Regions from separate parts of the Sus scrofa genome. Here region 2 is linked to region 1. A link is a contact called in public promoter capture Hi-C data. All regions are on one chromosome and are shown on one strand. Each heading gives the region's core, a stretch centred on a gene start, on an enhancer-like site or on the middle of the called end of the contact. The rest is flanking DNA. Distances are from core to core; before and after follow the strand shown. Region 1 holds the start of WAPL (wings apart-like protein homolog). Region 2 holds the start of SNCG (synuclein, gamma (breast cancer-specific protein 1)).

The links. Promoter capture Hi-C pulls out the DNA fragments that hold promoters and counts their contacts.
Region 2: a promoter capture Hi-C map of fetal liver shows a contact between it and region 1, with 2.6 times the contacts expected there. The contact joins the promoter of SNCG here to the promoter of WAPL in region 1. A contact is called at or near these places in 1 of 5 promoter capture datasets (fetal liver) and 1 of 47 Hi-C or Micro-C datasets (fetal liver).

What each region holds. Positions count from the first base shown.
Region 1 is chr14:87,586,173-87,592,562 of Sscrofa11.1, forward strand. It overlaps WAPL (wings apart-like protein homolog), which reads right to left and starts at 2,506. Exons shown (of 19, transcript XM_013990453.2): 1 at 1,944-2,506.
Region 2 is chr14:87,914,751-87,921,140 of Sscrofa11.1, forward strand. SNCG (synuclein, gamma (breast cancer-specific protein 1)) reads left to right here and starts at 2,601. Exons shown (of 5, transcript NM_001103211.1): 1 at 2,601-2,766; 2 at 3,552-3,593; 3 at 4,090-4,217. The coding sequence starts at 2,646. It overlaps MMRN2 (multimerin-2), which reads right to left and starts at 1,577. Exons shown (of 9, transcript XM_005671182.3): 1 at 1,396-1,577. The coding sequence starts at 1,544.

The DNA of each region.
Region 1 (6,390 bases), core at 1,256-3,755:
TAAGAAAGGATAAACTGATTCATCTGATTTATCTACATAATAAGTACTAGGACAAAAAAAAATTTCAGAACAGTATATCAAGAGTCAAACATTTAAAAAACAAGCTACTTTTTAAACACTATCAATCTTTATCCATTTCTCACACTGTGACCTAAAGTTTAAATATCAATAAATTAAATACAAACAGAAAAAAATGAACAATTGCCTACGCACTTGAAAAAAAAGGCAAACTCTGAAATTTACAGTATGACTGGAATGATATTTTGACCTATATTTTTGAATGTTTTTTATCCATACTTTACATGGTTCCCCTTCTTAAATTCTGGCAATTTATAGGGAATCACTATAAACTTAGTTTATATTCCCCTCTCATATTTCAGTGAGAAGCTAATTCTAATAGGATAAAATAACAATTTAGTCATCACTCACATCTTCTTTAAAAGAAAATGGTTTGTAATTTGTTCGAAGACCTTTCAATATGTCACAAAACTTTTTCCTGAGGGAGATCTATTTCCCTTCCTACTGTACATTTAAACTAAAGATTTTTGTCTTTCTTGTTAAGTACATCCTAAAAAACTAAGAATATTTGGCAGCTACCAGAAGACAAAATAAATCATTTCTTTTCATTCCTCCATGAAGGTAAAGCCCTGATCTACAGACCTATATTTACATATACACCAACAAAGTTGAAATGTTTTGGATACACTAACATGGTAATCACCTAAAAATGCTGACTAAAGGCCAAACCAAAAATCTAGACTTGGGCTATTTTAGGCCCACACCAGAAAAACTCATGGTAAAAATGGTCCTAGAACCACAAAGCATTCACTGTTGCAAGTTGAAAGTCTGCAACGAATATTTGATTAAGAAATTAATTATTTTAAGCAGTAAGAAAATCATGCTTACGTTTTTTTAAAATAACCCATGTCTTTGACAAGTATATACTGAAATACTGATGCAATAATGTCAGTGATTCTCTAACTTTAAGAGGTGTGGAATGGAAAGTGCACAGATGAGTTGAGAGTTAATAACTTGATTCTGAAAGATGACTATATGGGAGTTCACTACCTAACACTCCCTACTTTTGACTGTCTTTCCAATTTTCTATCTTTCTTTTAAAAGTCACTAGACAAACTATTGTGATTGCATTATCTAAGCCTAGTGTATAAAGTACGTACAAATTCAAAATAAGTAGGTAGACATAGGTGACATTACATTTTAAGTATATTTCAAGAACACAGGCTATCTTGCTGAAGCTTCAAACTCCAAAGACTACCCTAACCAAAAAGGAAAAAATGATTCACAATTAGGTCTTCGCAGTCTTTGGGCCTTTACCTCACTCAGCCCAAAGCCAGGTCGAATTTTCAGGGAAGTGCGCTGCGAATAAAAAGTCCTCACACTTAACCCCCATTGAAATCCAGCGTCTTTCAGATCTCCAAGGATTTAGAGGCTTCCAAGAAGGAATGAAAGAAGGAAAAGCCAAACCTCACGAACCAGAAACCCTCACCTGGGGGCGGCGGAGCAATAGAAGGTGGCGGGGAGAGGCGCCCCCCCGCTCCCGCCGGAGGCTCACGCAACTTTTCTCCTCCCCACCCCCACCTCCCAGGAAAGGGACGTTGCTTCTGACGCCCCGGAAGCCTCTGCCACCGAATCCCCAGGGCAGCTGAAGGCCTCAGTGGCGGCCAGGGGCGGAGGAAGAGACGGCAAAAGATTCAGGCCCGTAACCAACACACTTGACCGCGCCTGGGGAGGGAAGTAAATCAGCCATCGCCCAAAAAGAACTCAGAATAAAGGAAAAAAGAGTTCTTCAGATCGTTCCGCTGCCCAACTTCCTCAGAGGCCGGGTGGGTGACAGAGAGACTTCCATCACCCCCTCCAACACCCCTGCCTCCCCCACCCTCGACAAGCTCTGGGCCTAGGCAGCCGCCCGAGACCTTACTTACCCTCGGCGCCTGGCGGGTGCTTTAGCCTCGGGCCGCCTCCGCCTCTCCGGCTCCCAACGGCCCACGGGCGGGCGGCGGAGCCCCGCGCGGGAGAACGGGGCTGGCTGGTGCGTGAAGAGAAGCAAGGAGCTCCGCCACCGTCAGAACCCGCGACTCCGCTCTCGGTAAATAGGAAACCGGTGGAGGGGGGGAGGAGCGGCGGCACCGCAACTTCCCTCCCCGCCTCGAGCGCCGCCGGCCGGGCCCGGACTAGGCCTCCCTGGCCACCGCCGGAGCTGGTACCAGAGCCCGCTACGTGCCCCCGATGGGCCGCCGCCGCCTCCTGCGCCGCCGCTTCCGTCGGTGAATGGTCAGCGCTGGAGTTTGAACAGGGCCCTGAACCATCTCAACGCCATTTGCGCTCCCGGCCCCCACCTCCTTCCTCCAACAGCCGCTCGCTCCGTCACTCCGCTTCCCACAGGCCCCGCGCGGCCGCCCGACCCCGCAGCCAATTGCGCGGCGGCTTACTCAAACCGCCGCGCAGGCGCCGCGCCCCGCATGCTCCGGCGCCCGCCATTGGCCCGGCCGCGGGGCCCGACGGGAGTTGTAGTCCAGGTCCGCGAGGTCGCGGGGCTGAGAGCCCGGCGCAAGAGCGGGCTGCCGAAGGAGCGGCTGTGGCGGACCTCGGCTGCCCCGGCTCGGTAGCCAGTTTGAGCTCCCATCCCCGCTGGGAGACGCAGATGCCGCGGGGGAGGGCCGACTGCGCAGTGCAGGCAGCTGTGTCAATCGTTTCCCCTCCAGGGACTCGCCGGTGTCTGGGGACGGTGGGTTGTGCAGCTGCGCCGGGCCTACTGGGGCCGCCGCCTGGGAGCCAGGAGGCGGGAGCTCGCGGTTCCCAGCGGTCTTTGACCGGTCTGGCCGGTGCTGGCCCGGCGCAGGTAATGACGGCGGGAACCGGGAGGCCTGAGGCGCTGGGCGCCCAATGGCGCGGCCGGGAGCGATGTCGGCACGGCTCTTAAATGCGTCCTCTATGTCCCCTTCGCCTTTCGTAGTTCTTTCTCCCTTGATCCGTCCGGAACCCGTTAAAAGGGACTCCTTGTAGGGCGTGATGACGGTAGTGTGGTTAGGTTAAGGAGAGGGGAAAAAACGGAATACTAAAGTTTTGACATAAAATGATCTGGTGTCTGGGATTTATTTTAAAATAACTCCTACAAAAACTGAGGAAGAGAGAATAAAACAAGCCCGGTGGGGTGTTTTTCATTGCCAATGCTGTGTTATACACGACTCACTCCGGTGTCTCTACAGAGCTGTATGTCTGAAATTTTCCAAAATAAAAAAAATTAATGAACGAGTGATTATCTCTGGGAAGGACAGCAAGGTTAGAGATGATGAGAGAGAAGAGTATTTATTTTTCGCTATACACCATTTTGTGCTGTTCGAACTGGAGGTTTTTTGTGTTTCACTGTATTACCTATTCGGAAAATTGGTAAATTTTAGGTTTGGTTCTCTCTCCTTCCTCTCTCTCTCTCTCTCTCTCTCTCTCTCTCTCTCTCTCTCTCTCTCTCTCTCTCTCGGGCTGCGGTGGGAAAACAACAGTCGAATGAGTAGCGTAATAGGTTCCTCCTAGGAGGGGTGCACGATTCTTGGGGCTGTGATGGCCCTGCTGTTCGGTGGGCCACGAGTAGAGATCCACTTGGGAAATTAGAGAACTGCTAATTGCTTTCTGCGAAAAGACCCGCCCAACTTCCACAAAAGGATAATATGCTTTGCATGCACGCAGAAGTTACCAGAGTCTTCCAATGTTTTCTGGAAACTCCAAAAAAAGAAAAAAAAATAGTTTGGACATTCTGTAGCCCTTCGCAGCAGAAACTTAAGGTGGATTTTAGCATGTTTGCAAGTACAGCGGCTTGCAAAATCTGTATGCTGACATTTACAATTTCCCAAATATATCAATAGCTGATTGTTTCAAAAGCACCTCTTCAGTAGCTTATTTCAGTGGAAGTTTTAACAGGTCTGTGTATTCCATGGCATATTTTTATTTGGGTCAGTTTTGTCTTTTTTAAAAATTGGCATAGGATCTTGTTTTATCGGTTTGTTTGAAGACTGCCGGCAGAGGTGCAAGCTGCACTTACTATAATTATTTAGATGACATGGTGGCGGGTGCTAATTAAGGGGTAATTATCATCAGAGGCAGAGGCTAAGATCAAAAAGCTGAAAGTGGTGGGGAGACAATTGCAGGATCTTTCCGTAAAAGAGTGCTGTGAACCTTCCAGGACCAAATGATGCCCTCACACAGCTCGTTATGCCCTAGCCTGGCTGGTGCTGGGCACTTAGTTGGGTCAGTGACTCTGCATAAAGCTAAAGTGGAAAAGTTGAATTTTTAAAGAAATAGCTAGTCCCTGGAACTCCTTTTGGGGGCTTTTTGTATTACTTGTTGTGTTAAGTAATGGCACTTAATGTAAAATCTCAGTACTCAAAAGAGTGACCACCCAGCCAGCAGCATAGTCAGAACCTGGAAGCTTGTTGAGAAATGCAAGAATCCGTGACCACAACTCAAATCCCATAAAACAGAATTTGCACTTTTTTTTTTCTTCTTTTTATGGCCGCACATGGAAGTCCCCAGACTAATGGTCTCATCGGAGCTGTGGCTTGGTCCTATACCACAGCCACAGCAATACCAAATCCAAGCCACATCTGCGACCTACTCCTTGGCTTGTGGCAACGCTAGATCCTTAACCAACTGAGGGAGGCCAGGAATCAAACCCACATCCTCAACTTAGGGTCATTAACCCACTGAGCCACAATGGGAACTCCAGAATCTGCACTTTTAACAGGATTTCCCCCAGGTGATTGGTCCACACATTAAAGTACTATTTTATATTTATTTATTTGTTTGTTTTGGGGGGGTTGTTTTGTTCTGCTTTTTAGGGCTGCATGTGCAGCATATGGAAATTCCCAGGCTAGGGGTTGAATCAGAGCTACAGCTGCCAGCCTATGCCACAGCCACAGCAAGGCAGGATCCTTAATCCACTGGCGAGGCCAGGGATCAAAACTGTATCCTCATGAATGCTAGTCAGATTCATTTCCACTGAGCCATGACGGGAACTACCTTTATAGACTTTTTTTTTTGGCCGCCCCCACAGCATGAACTAAAACACTTTCTTGAATCTGGTACATGATTGAAAAATAAAAATTTTATGTGTGTGTGTTTGGGCTGTGGAAGCTTAGTATATGAATACAGGAGAGAACTGTGCTAGGGCTCTCCACCCTCATGTGTCCTACACTAAGGACAGGTGAAAAGCCTGCCCAATCCAGGGCCCCTCCTGGAGGAAGTTCATGTTCTGGACATGCAGGCTGTACCACCACCTTTACTCTGTACCTCCCTGGTTCCACTAAGGCATACAGATGCTCTGAAGGCATCCCATCCTATCCCATTACCTTGCCATGGCCCTGAGTTCCTACACCACAGTGAACAAACTAGATTTCAGTGTGGATAACATCAGCAAGCTGTTTTATTTTTACTTTATTGGTTTTGTTTTGTTAGTTCCTTCAGCTTATATTCCACCACCTGCCCATTCTCCATCCCCACCCCGTCAGATTGGTTCACTTCATTTGAATCTGTTCACACACCCACCAGGTAGCCTATAGGTGCTTTTTTCTCTGATAGACTGTGTATATGCAAGCTCTCAGATGTCTGATTTTTTTTTTCTACTAAGTCTCATATTTATGCCAGAAACTCAAATCAGTCTGAGGCAAGCAAGTACCCTTTGATGCTGCAGGCTCCCCTCTTGTATACTACCTAGAAGAGGACAAAATCCCCACTACCTAGAGTTCCAGCTAAAAAAAGAAAATCCCGCAAAGAAACCTAAAAAGAACCTATTCTGCCACTGTGCCTTTGTTTTAGCCTGGGAATGGGAACTGTGAAAACTAGAGTTACTACAGGGAGCCACAGACTTACTTGGCTGTTGTTGAGTGGCAGGCTCTCCAGGGGACTAGGAAGGCTACAGCTGAGAAGGTGCAAGCCAGGTGGGGTAGGAAGGGTCTGCTGTGTCTCCCCAATCCAGCCAGGGACCCACTTCTCTGTGCATGGCCTGCTGTTGCATGGGACACAGCCTCACACATCTCACTCCACTAGCTATGGCCTTGACCCTGCCAGGAGCCCACTTCACCCTCAATGTCCCAGAATCTAAAATGGGTCCAAGAATTTTCTCTCCTTTGCTTGCCTCTCAATCAAACATGATGATGCCTCCAAACTGCTGAAATAAACAAAACCTTGAAAACCAAAAAAATTATAGTTGCAAAATAGAGCTGTGCAATCTTTTTCTGATAACATGCATGAAGTGTATTACAATTTACAGAATTCAGTTCAGAGAACTAGAGGTCAGAAATAACCACATTGGCTAGAGGAAGTTTTTTCCTCTTCATAGAATGTGAACTAAAATTACAAGTTGTACACTTAACGTTGTAG
Region 2 (6,390 bases), core at 1,351-3,850, 330 kb after region 1:
CTTTGGGGAGCAAAGGCGGGGTGCTTGGTCCTGAATCAGAGCTGGGTGGCTGGGTTCCCCTGCCAAGAGCCACCTGCACCTTCCAGCTCTGTGCAGAACTGAGGATGGAGCAAGAAGGGGGTCTCTCCAGGACCAACCTCTCCCCTCTTCTCCTATACGGCCCTCCCCTCCATCACCGATGGGCGGTCCACAGCGCTGCTCTCGCCCTCCTGCCTCTCCCCGGTCAGACCCGCTTTTGGGAAAATGTCCAACAAACACATTCACCTTGAAGTGTCACAGCTGTATGAGAACTACCCCAGGCAGATTCAGCCCAGGCCAAGGTGAGGGTGAATGGGAGACTCTGGGTGGGCGTAAGTTGCGCCCCCCCACCCTCCAAATCCATGCAGATGCCCTCAACCAAATCTGGTTTGTGTGTGGAGGGGGGTAGGGGAGAATGGGTGCCCCTGGAACTGGGGCTGCTTCTGAGTGCCCCAGGGACTGGAGTATGCTCTCTGGAGTCAGACTCAGATTCTGGTTCCAGCTCTCCTAAGCTGTGTGACCTTGGGCCAGTTGCTTAGCCTCTCTGAGCCTCAGGCTCCTCTGAGGGTGGATTAACTGAGATAACACTTGGCAAGAGGCCTAGCCCAGAGGCAGACCCAGTAAATATCACCAGCTGCTCTGCCTGTGTGGCACCCCGAGGAGGGCCCCACATTCCCAGAGCCTTATCAGCAGGAGGATCCCTGGCCCTGAACAAATAAAAAGACTGGAGAATGGAGTTCTGGCCTAGTCATAAGACCATTCCGCCCATTTTCAGAGGCACGCTGAAGCCAAGCTCCCTGGATGCTTCGGCCTCCTTTTGGTACTGGAAATAGAGCAGGGCCCTCTATCTGCTCACTGCTCGGCTGTTAGGGCCGGGCTGAGGACCCATGCTGGTCCCCCTGGCACTCAGATCCAAAGCAGTCCCAGGAACATCTGTCTGCTATGGCTTAGGTCGAGCCAGCCTCATCTGGGCTCAGCTTTCAGAACTGACTTACTTCAAAAGAACAGGAGCCACTCCCAGACCATCTGGAAACTTCTGGAACCCCAGTCCCTCAGCACCCCATGCTAGTGGCTGATGGCAAAGAACACTGCCACCCTGCCCATCCTCCAGGCCCATTACCTGCCAAGGGTCAGGTAGGGAACTTCCTGTGGTCCTTAGGCGGGGCCCTGGGGTACCCAGTCCTGGCTGGCTCAGGGGGGAGGCCTCTTAAAGAGGAGCCTGACCTAGCACCTCATGCCATCGCACAGCTAGCTCAGCAGATAGAGAGTATGAGCCCATTTCACATTTGATGGCTGAGGTCCAGAGAGTCCCAGCTTTGGCCAAGCTGAGACTCAGATCCTGTACCACTTCCTCCCCCAGGTCCAGGCCTTTCTTACCGTCTGGCAGGGTCCCTGCTGATGTCCTCAGCCTCTGCCTTCCAGACCCCAGGTGGCCTGGAACTGTAGGGATCAGAGAACTTGATACCAGGGATCTGGGCCCAGGCCCCCAGGGGCCCCCCAAGGCTGAGCAGCACTATCAGAATCATCTTGCCTTGGGGCAGGTTCAGCCTCTTCGGGTGACTCCAGAAACTGCCAGTGCTGTGATGTTGTCTTCAAGTTAAGTCTCAGAAGGAAAAAAAAGCACAGGGACAACAAAGAGAGGAAGTGGCCTGGGCCGGCCCACCCGGTGAGTCTCGTCCGGCCCCCCTCACCCCCCGCCCGGCCCCCACAGAGGCAGCCCACAACACACACCAGTTCCTGTGGCCCAAGAGGACTCAGGTCAGGGACCCTGGGGATGTGGGAGACACGGGGGGGAGGTGGCCCCACCGAGCATGTCCCCATGGGAGCCAGGAGAAGCGCACCAGCATTGAGGTGGGGGTGCAGGAAGCGGTCGGATCCGTCCCAGGGAACCTGCTGCCCATTCATGCTGGTGGCCAGGAAGTGGGGGGCCCTTCATGCCTACTCAGCATCTCTCACCCCTGGGCTGTGGGAGTTAGCAGGTGGGTGGAGGCTCAGAGGGAGAAAGGACCCATCCTAGGGTCACACAGTCTGCAGCCAGGGTCAGGACCTGGAGAAGCCCTTTGGTGCCGCAGACCCTCCACCTGGACTTGCTGGAGCCAGGGATGGGGACATCCACGGTGCTGGTGAGTAGCTGAGCAGCTCAGGCAGGTCCAGGAGGTCTGGCCTGACAAGCCTGCCTGGCCTTGACCCCTGGCCTACCTGGGATGCTAGTAGCAAAGGCACCTCCCCTCTCTGTGCCTGCTGCCCCTCTGACCCCTCTCTGCCCACAGACACAACAGCCCCAGGACCAGGAGCACCCGGCCAGGGTCACCCCTGTGGGTGCACAGGGCAGCACATGAGTGAGGGGCTGTGCCCTCCGGGGCAGGCAGGGGACAGGAGGGAAGGATGGAGCCCAGCAGGGCCCAGGGGACCCCGGGAGAAGGTGCAGGCAAGCCTACTCCCTCCCTCCCTCCTTCCCCGCCTCCACCCCTGGGCTGGCCGGGTTCCCATCAGCCGCTGCTGCATCATCAATATTTCATTGGCGTCAATAAGAGGCAGCAGCAGCGGGGACAGCTGCTGCAGCAGCACTCAAGCCAGCTCCAGTCACAGTTCGCCTGGGGAGTCCAGCTCGGTCCCTGCCCACCACCATGGATGTCTTCAAGAAGGGCTTCTCCATCGCCAAGGAGGGTGTGGTGGGCGCCGTGGAGAAGACCAAGCAGGGGGTGACGGAGGCAGCTGAGAAGACCAAGGAGGGTGTCATGTATGTGGGTGAGTTTGGGCGTGGCAGGGTCTGGCAGGGCGGGGCAGCCTGGTGGCTGCCCAGTTACAGGGGCCTGACTATGTCCTGGCCCCAGGGAGGCATTTGGGGAGGGATGGGCACCTGGCTGTTGAGTCAGGGTCTCCTCCCCTGGAGGACCCCCACTCTCCTGCACATCCCATTGTCTGTGTGGGTCTCCTCGGGGCCCCAGGGGTCTCTGGGGCAGGACAGTAAGGGAAGCACTTAGCCCTGAGACCCAGGTGTTTGTGCAGACACAAATGCACACACCAACGCACCCCAGTGCCCCCGCCCCAGCGTCACTCACAGGCCCCTAGACTCAGATAAGAAGCCACACTGAGTCCAGAGCTTGCAGGCAGAACAAGCAGGTGCTCAGCAGCCAGGCCACAGGTCTGGGGAGATGAGACTGACCCTTCGTCTTGTCCAGACCCCCTTAGCATCCTCTGAAGAGGAGACTGAGATGATGACTCAGCTCCTGTTGGCCCTGTTGTGTGCTGCTTCCAAGGCCCAGGCCACACCCACTCGGGGTCCAGACCCTACCTCAGGCCTGGTCTCTCTTGTCCCCCTCATCCTGTCCTGTCCACTTCCCTTCTATCGCCTTCTTCCAGACACAGCAGGAAGTGGCCTTTGAAGGGCTGACTGGCCCCCAGACACCATCCTTACCCCCCCCATCGACCCTGCAGCTTGTCCAGCTGTTCTGTGGTGTGTTTGCCCTGACCACTCCTCTCCCAACACCAGGAGGAGGGGGCCTGGGCTGACGCCTCCATTTCCTCCACAGGAGCCAAGACCAAGGAAGGTGTTGTGCAGAGTGTGACCTCAGGTGAGAAGCCCCAGGACCAGGGGACATAGAGGCTGGGACATCTAAGGACTTCTGCTCTAAAGGCCCTCCTTACCCTCCCCCAGCTGTACATAGACCCAGCTTCTCCAGCACCCAGGGTGGGCCACCCGCATCATCACCAGAGCTCCCCTGGACTCACAAAGAGGGCAGCCTAGGGTCTCTGGTAGAGCCAGAGTTGGTTTTTTTCTTTTTTTTTTTTTTTTCTGGCTCGTCCTTGGCACATGGAGTTCCTGGGCCAGAGATCAGATCCAAGCTGCACTTGTGACCCATGTCACAGCTGTGGCAACACTGGATCCTTTAACCCACTATGCCAGGCTGGGGATCTAACCTATGTCCTGGTGATGCAGAGAAGCCGCCACAGCGGGAACTCAAGTCTGGGTTTCAAATGCCCGGGGAAGGGGCTGCTCAGGCCCGACTTGGGCAGGCCAGGCCCAGGTGGGTTGGGTTGGGGCAGAACTATCCAGATTTCCTCCCACAGTGGCTGAGAAGACCAAGGAGCAAGCCAGTGCTGTGAGCGAGGCTGTGGTCTCCAGCGTCAACACTGTGGCCACCAAGACTGTGGAGGAGGCAGAGAACATCGCGGTCACCTCCGGAGTGGTGCGCAAGGTGAGCCTGGTCCCCAGCCCTGGCCCTGAGACAGTCCCATCCTTTCCTCTGGGCAGGAGGAGGCCAACTGGGGAGGAGGCATTGATACGGCCACTGATGTACAGGTAAACAGACTTAGAGGCCCTGCGCCGTGCTTGGTGTCGTCCCGTCGATTAGCTGCTGGAATCTTTACAACTCCCCGCCCGGAGGGTGGGGAGTGGAGGCGGGGCAGTGTAGGGCCCAATTGGAAAAACAAGGCTCAAAACCACGCCTTTGTGATGGTGCTCTGCGTTTCACATTTTACTACTGAAAGCAGGGGCCTGGGGACCCTACGTGGTGACAAGCAGCCTCCCACTGGCAGTGGACACCTGGCCAGAGTTGCCGAGTCACGGCCCACCCAGGGTCCCGAGGTCTCCCTCCCTCCAGAGCCTGGCTAGGTGTCGGTCCGGAGGAGGAGGAGGAAGAGGAGCGGAGAAGCAGCGCCCCCTGGTGACTGAAAAACACTGAGGGTTCTGACCACGCCTACCACCTCCGCCTTTCAGAGCGAGCGTGCACGTGTGTGCGTGTGAGTGCGCGCGCGTATGCGCGTGCGCTGGGCAGCATAGAGCACAGGGGCAGGGGGCACTCCCACGGGACAGAGACAGGCTGGGAGAACTGTTGCAGCACCCACCACAAAGAAACTCTCCTTGGAGCATTTTACACCTACTAACTCATTTAATGGGCACAACATCCCATGAGACAGAGTGTGGAAATGAGGCCCAGAGAGATACGGCAATGTGCGCAAAGTCCCATGGCTAGTCTAAGTGAGCGTGAAATTTTCGGGGCAGCCTGGCTCCCTAGCCCGCGCTCTTAAAGGGAGATTGAGTGGGAGATGGGGAGATGGTGGTGGGAGCGAGTTCATATTGAGGGCAGGGGTGTTCCTAAACCAGAGACGTGCTGTCTCCAGCTTTGTGTGAGGCTGTCCTTTAGGAAGCTCCCCTACTGGCACAGGCCCCTGGCCGGTAGAGTCCTAGGCACCCAGCAGGAAGAAGTGGGTGGGTGGAAGGGCAGGGGATCGCCCTGCCCCTGGCTTTGGGGGCAGCGCCCAGGCCTCTGCTTCCACGGCAAGGACGGGGTCTACAGGTCCCAGGAGCAGGTGGGTGCTCCCTGTCCTAGTTCCCAGCTCTGCCTCTTGCTAGCTGTATGACCTTGGGAAGCTCCTCAGCCTCTAGGGCCCTCCATTCTCAGCTATAAAACTGGAGGGGAGGGGAGTGGAGCTGAGCGTATCCATCTCCCGGGGCTGTGTGCTGACTCAGGGAAGTGAGGCGGCTAGGCCTCACTGCTGGTGGGCACCCAGCAAAGCGGGGTGACTATATCCCCATCAGTGCCCCTGGCAGGACCCAGATGTGCCTTAGGAGATGCCAAGCCCCTCCTTCCCTCACCCCCCAGCCAAGGATGCCCTGGGACGGGGCCAGGCTGCACCTGGGCGGGTCTCTGAGCAGTGGCCTGGGCACTCTTCTCTGACTTTGGGGAAGGGCTGGTAAGCCCTTGGAGCTACCCTAAGGGAGCCATTTCCTGGTGACACCCCAAAACCAGCCATGACTCACCCTGTAGTGAACTGTAGAAGGATATAGCACTGCCAGTCTGTCTGACCACTCATGCCACTGGCTTCATGCACCACCCTTATGCCACAGGACTAGGCAGAGTCTGTCCTTTGCCTGGAGAGTCTGCCCCAACTCTGGCTGTCTCTGAGTCTACCAAGGGGCAGGATGGCCCTGTGGTAACACAGAGGTGGTATGACCTTCCAGAGGTAGCGGCTGAAACCAGGGTCCAAGATGATCACCCAGTCTGGCTCTGCCTTGCAGCTGTCACACAACCACCTTCAGGCAGGGTAGAAGCAGATAGAAGGACGCAGGAAGTGGGAGAGGACTGTGTAACCCCTGCTGGTCCCAAGCAGACCAGCCTGAGCCCAGCGTGCATGCAAGAGGCAAGGGGGAGGAAAGAGGGAGTCACTCAGGCTACTGAGGATAGGGGTGTGCCTGGAGCAAGCCAGACCTGATCTCTGAAAGCCCCTTTGCTTTGAGCTCTGAGGCCCTGAATTGGCTACATGACTCCTGGCCTCAGAGTCCCTGTGTGAGCAGTGGTAACATGCTCCTCCTCCAAGGGCTGTTGGGTGTCTCCCTAGGGACAAGGGTATATGATCATGTGATTCAGA